2 separate regions of the Ovis aries genome follow, and region 1 is linked to region 2. Evidence: chromatin contacts called from public Hi-C data. All regions are on one chromosome and are shown on one strand. Each heading gives the region's core, a stretch centred on a gene start, on an enhancer-like site or on the middle of the called end of the contact. The rest is flanking DNA. Distances are from core to core; before and after follow the strand shown.

The links. Hi-C and Micro-C count contacts between places; a contact is called where the count stands out from the background.
Region 1: a contact with region 2 is called in a Hi-C map of hypothalamus, with 8 times the contacts expected there. The contact joins two enhancer-like sites. A contact is called at or near these places in 13 of 16 Hi-C or Micro-C datasets (blood, hypothalamus, liver and 7 more).

The regions. Positions count from the first base shown.
Region 1 is chr15:33,606,776-33,611,330 of ARS-UI_Ramb_v3.0, forward strand. No RefSeq gene overlaps it. Among named protein-coding and RNA genes, the nearest start is that of CLMP, 75 kb to the left of the region's middle. Within about 2 kb of position 3,151, at least 3 of the 54 cell types and tissues checked have an H3K27ac peak or open chromatin away from gene starts, as enhancers often do.
Region 2 is chr15:33,458,432-33,462,394 of ARS-UI_Ramb_v3.0, forward strand. All of the region lies in intron 1 of CLMP (CXADR like membrane protein), which reads right to left. Among named protein-coding and RNA genes, the nearest start is that of HSPA8, 36 kb to the left of the region's middle. Within about 2 kb of position 2,645, at least 9 of the 54 cell types and tissues checked have an H3K27ac peak or open chromatin away from gene starts, as enhancers often do.

The sequences.
Region 1 (4,555 bases), core at 1,901-4,400, 150 kb after region 2:
CACATCACACAACCCTTGCAGTTCTGCAGAGTGTGCCTAATTTAATGGAGAAACAGGTCCTAAGAGATTAAAGAACTCACCCAAAGATATGCAGTTAGGAAGAGGAAAAGCTACAATCCAAACCCCAGTTCAGTTCCAAGACCGATTCTTGTACCTATACTAGGCTGCCTCCAGGAGCTGGTCATAGCTGGGAAAATGTTGCCATCACTTCTGTTGGCTTGCTCCTTTAATAAGGAATATTTTTGTACAAATAGGTAATTAAACTGTGAGCCTCAGAAAACCTGTAATTTTGAAAGCCCAGGGCATTGGAACGAAGCTTAGCAAAGAAAAGCTTCATTTACATTAACCCAGCTGGGAGATTACTCAGGTCATTTCTCTGAAAGCCCTCTAACCTTCCTCTGAGTAGTTTAAACATTAGGCTGGTTTCAATTCTTAATCCACTGCTAACTCAGGCCTCTGGTGCAGAACAAATGGCCTGTTAATGATAAAAGTCGCAATCACATAAAAGGCTCGCTGTGAGATTATAAAGGCAGCCCTATCTCCAGCTCCTATTTCCAGTTTTTATTTTACCTCCTCTTACTGACCTCTGTTGAGGCACGTGGTTGCCTCTCTACTGGGCTAAGCAAGCAGGAGGCTAGAGCCGGCATTAGCTCTGCGCTGGTGCCACCTGGTGGCCAGCTAGGTCTCTGCAGGTCCTCCTGGCATTTCAGACAAAAGGGTGGTGGTGCTGCTGCTGCTGCTAAGTCGCCTCAGTCGTGTCCGACTCTGTGCGACCCCATAGACGGCAGCCCACCAGGCTTTCCCGTCCCTGGGATTCTCCAGGCAAGAATACTGGAGTGAGTTGCCATTTCCTTCTCCAATGCGTGAAAGTGAAAAGTGAAAGTGAGAGCACTCAGTAAAAGGGTGGTAAAGGTTGTTATAAGCTTCCCTCATAGCTCAGTTGGTAAATAATTCTCCTGCAATGCAGGAGACCCAGGTTCGATTTCTGAGTCGGGAAGATCCACTGGAGAAGGGATAGCCTACCCACTCCAGTATTTTTGGGCTTCCCTTGGCTTAGCTGGTAAAGAATCCACCTGCAACGCGGGAGACCTGGGTAGGGAAGATCCCCTTGGAGAAGGGAAAGAAAGGCTACCCACTCCAGTATTCTGGCCTGGAGAATTCCATGGACTGTATAGTCCATGAGGTCGCAAAGAGTTGGACATAATGAGCGACGCTCACTTCACCTTCAAAAACAAATTAGGTTTGTTTCTTACTATCATATTCTTATGATAGTAAAAAATAAAACTGATTTGGTCTCTGCCTTCTCTGGGTCCAACAGGTATTTTCACAATAGCACAGGAGATGCTTGTTTGGGGAAGGTGGTGAGTGAGGCAGCCACCTTCTTATAATACTGCAAGATTCTAAGTTACTGTGATGACTGATTCTTGAATGTAGACAATTGTGTTTATTTTGACCTAATGTGGGTAGAGCAAAAAAAATGTGTTGTCCTCTGATTCTTTCATTCTTTCAGATCCCTGGTCCCACTGATACCTAGATGTAGACCCCATCAATGCATAGGTGGCAACGCCTCCTTCATCTTCAGGTCCACAGTCTACACCCCAGGCCAGGAAGAAAATGAGAGGGCTCAGTGTATCCCAGACTATTTACACAACTGATTTTTATTTCCTTCTCAAGGTGCTTCTCAGCCTTGCTATATATTTGGCCTTTCTGAGCATCAGTTTTCCCCATCTGTAAAATGGACATAAGTATGTTTGCTTTGCTGGATGATAGTAAGAAATTAACCTAATTGTGGAAATAAATGAAGATTGTCCAAATGAGAACCAACAGAGCTTGCTACAGCGGGGGAGCCAGAAACCATCAGTGAGTTTGCAGAGATGCAGAAGCGGACAGAGAGTGGGAAACTTTACAATTAAGAAAGGGGAAGACGTCCTGTGTGCTCTGGGTTGGAGGTTGTTGCCAGGGGGAAGCTAGAGGTGGGCTGACTAGAATCAGGGAGCATCTGATGTGACTGGTTCAAGGAGTATATTTGGCTTTTTTGGCTTAGTTCTGTTAGGGGAAGCACGCTGATTGAAAATGCCCACTCTGGCCAGGCACCATAGGAACTATTTGCATGAGTTGTTTTTCAACAGGAGGTCCTGGTAAGGAACAGGGAGCTAATAAGCCTCCACCAACCAGAAGAGTTCGGGAAAGGTCAAAAGGAGACACCACCTGTCTGACCACCTCCCAGAATCCTTCTCTCTGGCACCTATCTTGGCTGAACAAGGCGTGCACCACCAGGAAGGACTCTGAGTCAGAATGATTGGCTGAAGACAACCCGGAAACTAATCCCATCACCGTAAAACCCGAGACTGGGAGCCATGCGGCAGAGCGGTTCTTCTGGGTTCCCTTACCCTCCTGCTCTCCACCCGGGTGCCCTTTCCCAATAAAATCTCTTGCTTTGTCAGCACATGTGTCTCCTCGGACAATTCATTTCCAAGCGTTAGACAAGAGCTCAGTTTCGGGCCCTGGAAGGGGCCCCCCTTCCTGCAACAGTTCTGCGTTGGAAGCAGAGGCAAAAGTCAGGGAAGCTGGCAGTCAGCGACCGAATCCGGACCACTCTGGTGCATTACTGCAGAGGCTACGATTTGGCTTCCGGTGCCAGTTGCTCGCTGTGGGTAGGAATTCTGCTGTCACATGTAGTCTGGCCACTGGCCGATATATTCAGTCTTTTGTGATGCATTAAGGCTTGTCACATGGTGAACAACATGCAGATATCCAGTGAATGGCGATCATTAGTATCACAGTTCGCCTGGGCCCGAGGTGACTCTAAAGCAGTAACTGAGCTGGACGTCAGCGTCCCCGGCAGCTGTTCTCTCTCTGTACCAATCAGGGTCAGATCGGGAAAGTAGGAACTGTACTGCCTATTTTACCGAAGATAGTTCAACATGGTAAATGGCTTACAGGAAGAGGAAGACAGGGGAAGTTAAAGGAGGACAATGAGGTAATACAGACAGAGCTACTGCAGGAAACTGCTACCCTTCCGGCTGCAGGAACAATTAGAGACAGAAGCCCGGAGGATGGGCTTCTCGGAGCAGAGCCCAGACCTCCCACGAGGGCCGTGCTGCCCCCGTTACCAGGTCCAAGCTCACTCTGCTTGCCGCATGGCAGGCCAATGAATCCGAGAGACGAGGGACTGAGCCAAGGAAGAGACGCTAATCAGGGAGCTGGCTGATCGACAAGATGGCAGGCTGGTGCCTCAAAATATCCATCTTATAGGGTCTGGATGCCAGGTTCTTTCATAGACCAGAGATGGGGGGAGGTGAGGAAGCAAAGTAAAAAGGCCATTAATCTTGCAAACATCTAGAATGGCGAGCTTCAGGCAGGGTGTGTGTTAATTTCTTCCTTCCTGCCATCCATAGGTGGACCAGTCCTGAACAAAGGCTCTTTAGTTTAACAGTCAGGCAGAGGGGCAGGATTCTCTGAGGCAGGCCATTCTGATAACAAAGGCAGCGAAAAACAAAGCAAAGAAACAGTTCCAACAGGGAGTCTAAAACTGGCTTCTCTGCTGGCGTTGGCAGCTCAGAAGCCCCCGGGAGGGGCCGAAGGAAGGGGACCCAGATGGTCAAGCAGCTGACTGGTGCAGGCATGCCGGAGGGGTCACCATGAGCCTGGTTCAGGGAGACTGGAAGATCCCTGGAAGATGGAGCCAGTTGTTTCTTGTGAGAAAATATCTCCTGCCATATTAATAAACAAGAAATGTCACAGCCATCAGTGATTTCTGGCCCCCAGATATGAATGCTGGCTTCCCAACCTGCTATCTGGCAAATGCTACCACCCACTACAGTGATTGCTGAGGAGCTGGGGGATTGCAAGAAGGTGAACAAGGAAACGGCATTGGCTCCAGATAGCTGGGGTTGCACAGAGTCGGACAGGACTGAAGCGACTTAGCAGCAGCAGCAGCTGAGGTGCATATGAAAGGAGTGAATTCAGTTATCCCAGAAGCTCACATCTTCCCATACGTGGAATACTATATTCCTTAACTTGATACTTGATCTTTGATGTTCAGACCACCTTCTCCCTTTGTTGCAAACTTGTTGCAAGCCTGACTTCCCCACTGCCTCCTTGGAGTGATTTTCTCAGAGCTACCGAGATGCTGTCTCCCGGGCTGAGTCCTAAGCAGTCCCACCAAATAAAATAACTCTCTACTTTCAGGTTGGGACTCCGTATTTTAGTCGACATTCTGAAATCAACTATGGCTGCGGGGTGAAGAAGCATGGTTGCAGTGACATTGGTGAGCCAACCAGAAGGAGCTTGAGGGCATCCTCTGTCCCTCTCCTCCTTCTCATTCCTGAGCCAAGAACTTTCCATTCTGTTCCTTAACAGAGTCAGGAGAGGAGTGGGTATGGGAGTTAGAGTCCAAATGAGGTGTTTCCAGTCTACAAAGTTAGACTCTTCCCTGAGATTATTGGGATGCAGACCTGGCCGGTTCTTTAGGGAAGGCTGGGCTCTGGTTACACTGTTATCCAGGGGCAATTACCAAAAACAGTACCAGACATGATGAACGTCAAAATGAGTC
Region 2 (3,963 bases), core at 1,395-3,894:
TTTAACAGAAAGACCATGAGTTTGGAGTCAGATGGATGTGGTGTGGACTTAATTTGCTCTAAGACCAATTAACTCCCTGACTTCTCTGAGTCTTTTCTCTGAATGAGTATAGAAACATCAATCATGAAAGACGATTGTAAGGATTATTAAGATGTTTATCAAGTGTCTGACACTGGCACAGGATATACAGTACATACTCAACAAATGGTCATTATTAATAGTTGTACTAAAAGGAAAACGAGGAAAACATGCCAAGGAGGTGAAGCAGAATTGTGAGGAGTTTGAAAGTCATTTTGCTAGATAACTTAATGTTTGGCCGTATTTGTTCACTCTCTCTCCATATATACTACTACTACTACTACTACTAAGTCACTTCAGTCGTGTCCGACTCTGTGCGATATGTATGTATGGATATATACAGATGGGATTCCTGGGTGGAGCTAGGGGTAAGGAACCCGGCTGCCAATGCAGGGGATGCTGGAGACGAGGGTTTGATCCCTGGGTTGGGAAGATCCCCTGGAGAAGGAAATGGCAACCCACTCTAGTATTCTTGCCTGGAGAATCCCATGGACAGAGGAGCCTGGTGGGCTACAGTCCATAGGATCTCAAAGAGTAGGACACGACTGAAGCGACTTAGCATGCACGGACACTAGTTTTTTTTTTGTTTTTTTTTTTGGTGGAGGGGGGAGGGGTGCTTCCCTGGTGGCTCAGATGGTGAAGAATCTGCCTGCAATGCAGGAGACTCGGATTCGATATATATATATATACAGATATATTTTGTCACAGATTTTTGCTGCTATATTTCAGCATCATGATCACACCCAGGAAAAGTAACCACATTGCATGATTACTGGAAAATCAATCATTTCTGACAAGAGTGGTTAAGGAAGACTCTGAGGAGTAAGTGGGCCTAAGCTAGTTCTGGAGACAGACAGGTTTTTCCTGCAGACCGAGGGAAGGCAGAGAGCGCCCCGGTGGGGGAGCAGCTGCAGTGGAGGCAGAGGCAGCCCCTCCCCCACCCCATCAGCCCCTCAGGCGCCCTGGCTGTAAACCAGGGGACTTTTCTATTTTGCCTTCCCATACTAGCCTGACCCCAGAATCTCTCCAGCCAAAGGCCTTTATGAGGTCTTTGGAAAAGGAAAACCAAATTCACTCTGAGCTGCTAAATGATTCATTTCGCTGTCTCCTCAGAGACAAACGTATATTTGATATTTAGAAAAAGACTGGAGCTGAAGGAACACAGCTGTGGTTATCAGTGGAATTTCAGGCATCTGGGAATCAGCGTGGTGCCTTGTTATCTTTTCCCCCAAGGAGGTGAATATTTGTTCCTGAAATCCTAAAATGATGGTGTGGGTGCAAGGACCAAGGTGGAAGCCTTGGCTTCAGTGGTGGTGGCGGCGGTGGGTCGGGGGAGGCAGGGGGTGTATAGAGCTTCCTCCTGATTTCCAGTCTGAGGGTTGGTTTTAGAGGAGGTGAAGGAAGGGAAAAGCAGGGAGAAAGATGGAATAAAGGAGGAGGAGGGGGCGGGGGAGTGTGGAAGAGAGGAGGAGGGGAGGACGGGGAGGGGAGAGGGGAGGGAGGGAGCCAGATCAGACAAAGAGGAGAAGAGAGGGGGGAAAGGAAAGGGAGAGACGCTGATAGAAGATAGTTGAAGTTTCCAGACTAAACACAGGCTGATTAAAAACTATCAACTCACCTCCCTTCCCCTCTGTGAAAAACTGTCTCAATATGTGCTTCATGTGTATTTATCCACAGTAAAAAATCGTAAGGCGCTCTTCACCTATCAGGTAGAAAAGAGATACAAAAGTTTCTCCTCCCTCCTCAAACCATTTGAAAGCTAATGATTAATAATACTTTACATTTATTTAGCAATTAACACTTAACTCAGCCTATTCAACTGCATTTTTTCATGTGAGCCCTAGGAGCACCTGAGAGCTCATGTTATCACCTCTGTTTCAGAGAAGAGAAATTGGAGGACCACACAGCTGAGGCCACATGGCTGATGGGTAGCTCTTCAGGGACATGGGCCCACCTCCAGTGTTTTCTAATCTCTTTTCTGAATCAAAGCTTCTCCCTTGAATTTGACTGGTTGGAAACACAGAGATCATGTTTTTAAATATGGATGGCCCAGAGCTAGGTAGCAGAACTAATCTGAGTAGACACATTAAGATATACAATTATCTGGGATTTCCCTGGTGGTCCAGTGGCTAAGATTCTGTGCTCGCAATGCAGGGGACCAGAGTTCAAAATCTGGGTAGGGAACTAGGTCCCACGTGCCACACCTAGGAGCTCACATGCCACAGCCAAACATCCTGCAAATTAAGATAGAAGATTGTGCTGCAACCAAGACCTGGCACAGCCAAATAAATAAATATATTTTTTAAAGATACAGTTATCTTGCTAGCTGAGATTCTGAGGCAAAAACAAGATGAAATTTAATAGCAACAATTGTTAAAAGTTATAGCCAGGCAGAAGTACAGGGTTGGGAAAGACCTGGAGGACCTGGGGGGTTACAAGATTTATACCGACCAGTAGTATGATATAATTGCTGAAAAATCCCAATGAGCTTGGGCTGCATTAAAAGAGGTTTAATGTCCTAAGGCATAACTGCTTCATTGTTTTCTATCCTAGACAAAGGAGCACATCCAGACATCTGTGTTCAGTTCTAGAAGCTGCACATGGGAGGGATGCTCACAACAAAGCTGGCATCCAGGGTTGTAACTGGGAGATGATGGGATCTAAAAAACTTGTCATATGAGGAATAGTTGACAATTATCGATGAAAAGTTGGCAGGATGGAACTTATTGAGTGTTGTTCCAGAGAGCAGAATTAGGTCCAGATGGTGTAATGGATTCAACCATAAAAGGATAAACTGGGAGATCTCCAACACCTCTTTCCAGTTCTGAAATGATATGATTCTCTGACAAAGGATTTATTCCATTTGGCTATATATATATATATATATATATATATATATATATATATCTTTTGTTGTTGTTGTTTGTTTTTTAAATTGAAGTATAGTTGGCTTCCCAAGTGGCTCAGTGGTGAAGAATCTGCCTGCCAAGCAGGAGGGTTTGATCCCTGGGTTGGGAAGATCCCCTGGAGAAGAAAATGGCAACCCACTCCAGTATTCTTGCCTGTGAAATCCCACGGACAGAGAAGTCTGGCAGGCTTCCCCATGGAGTCACAAAGAGTCGGACACGATTGAGTGACTAAACCACCACCACCACCAGAGTTGAATTTCTATGTTGTGTTCATCACTGCTATACAGCAAAATGACTCAGCTGGCTCAGATGGTAAAGCATCTGTCTACAATGCGGGAGACCTGGGTTCGATCCCTAGGTCGGGAAGATTCCCTGGAGAAGGAAATGGCAACTCACTCCAGTACTCTTGCCTAGAAAATCTCATGGACAGAGAAGCCTGGTGCAGGCTACTGCCCATGGGGTCGCAAAGAGTCGGACACGACTAAGCGACTTCACTTTCACTTTTCACTTTCTTTCATACACATATACATTTTTTTCATATTTTTACCATTATGGTTTATCACAGGATATTGAATATAGTTCCCTGTGCTATAGAGTAGGACCATATTGTTTATCCATACTTTGGCTTAATATGCTGATAGACATTCTAACAGTTAATTCCTGCCTGATCGGAGAACAAGCTGTTATCATTTAATGAATTTTCCATTCCTGGAGTCACTTGAGTGGGGGTGTATCAGGAGCTATGAAAGGAATTCTTCTATGTGGATGTTAAACCCAATATTTCATGTTTTTCCTAACATTCTATGAATATTTATCCAGCACTTGGTATAGTCAAGACATGGTCCTAATATACAAAGTGTAAGATACAGAGGTATACTATTCGCTGTCAGTATATTTTGTCATCATCAATCAGCTCTTACACAATTTATACAAATAATCTAATTTTGTTCCATTGTATATTATTTTTAAAGATCAT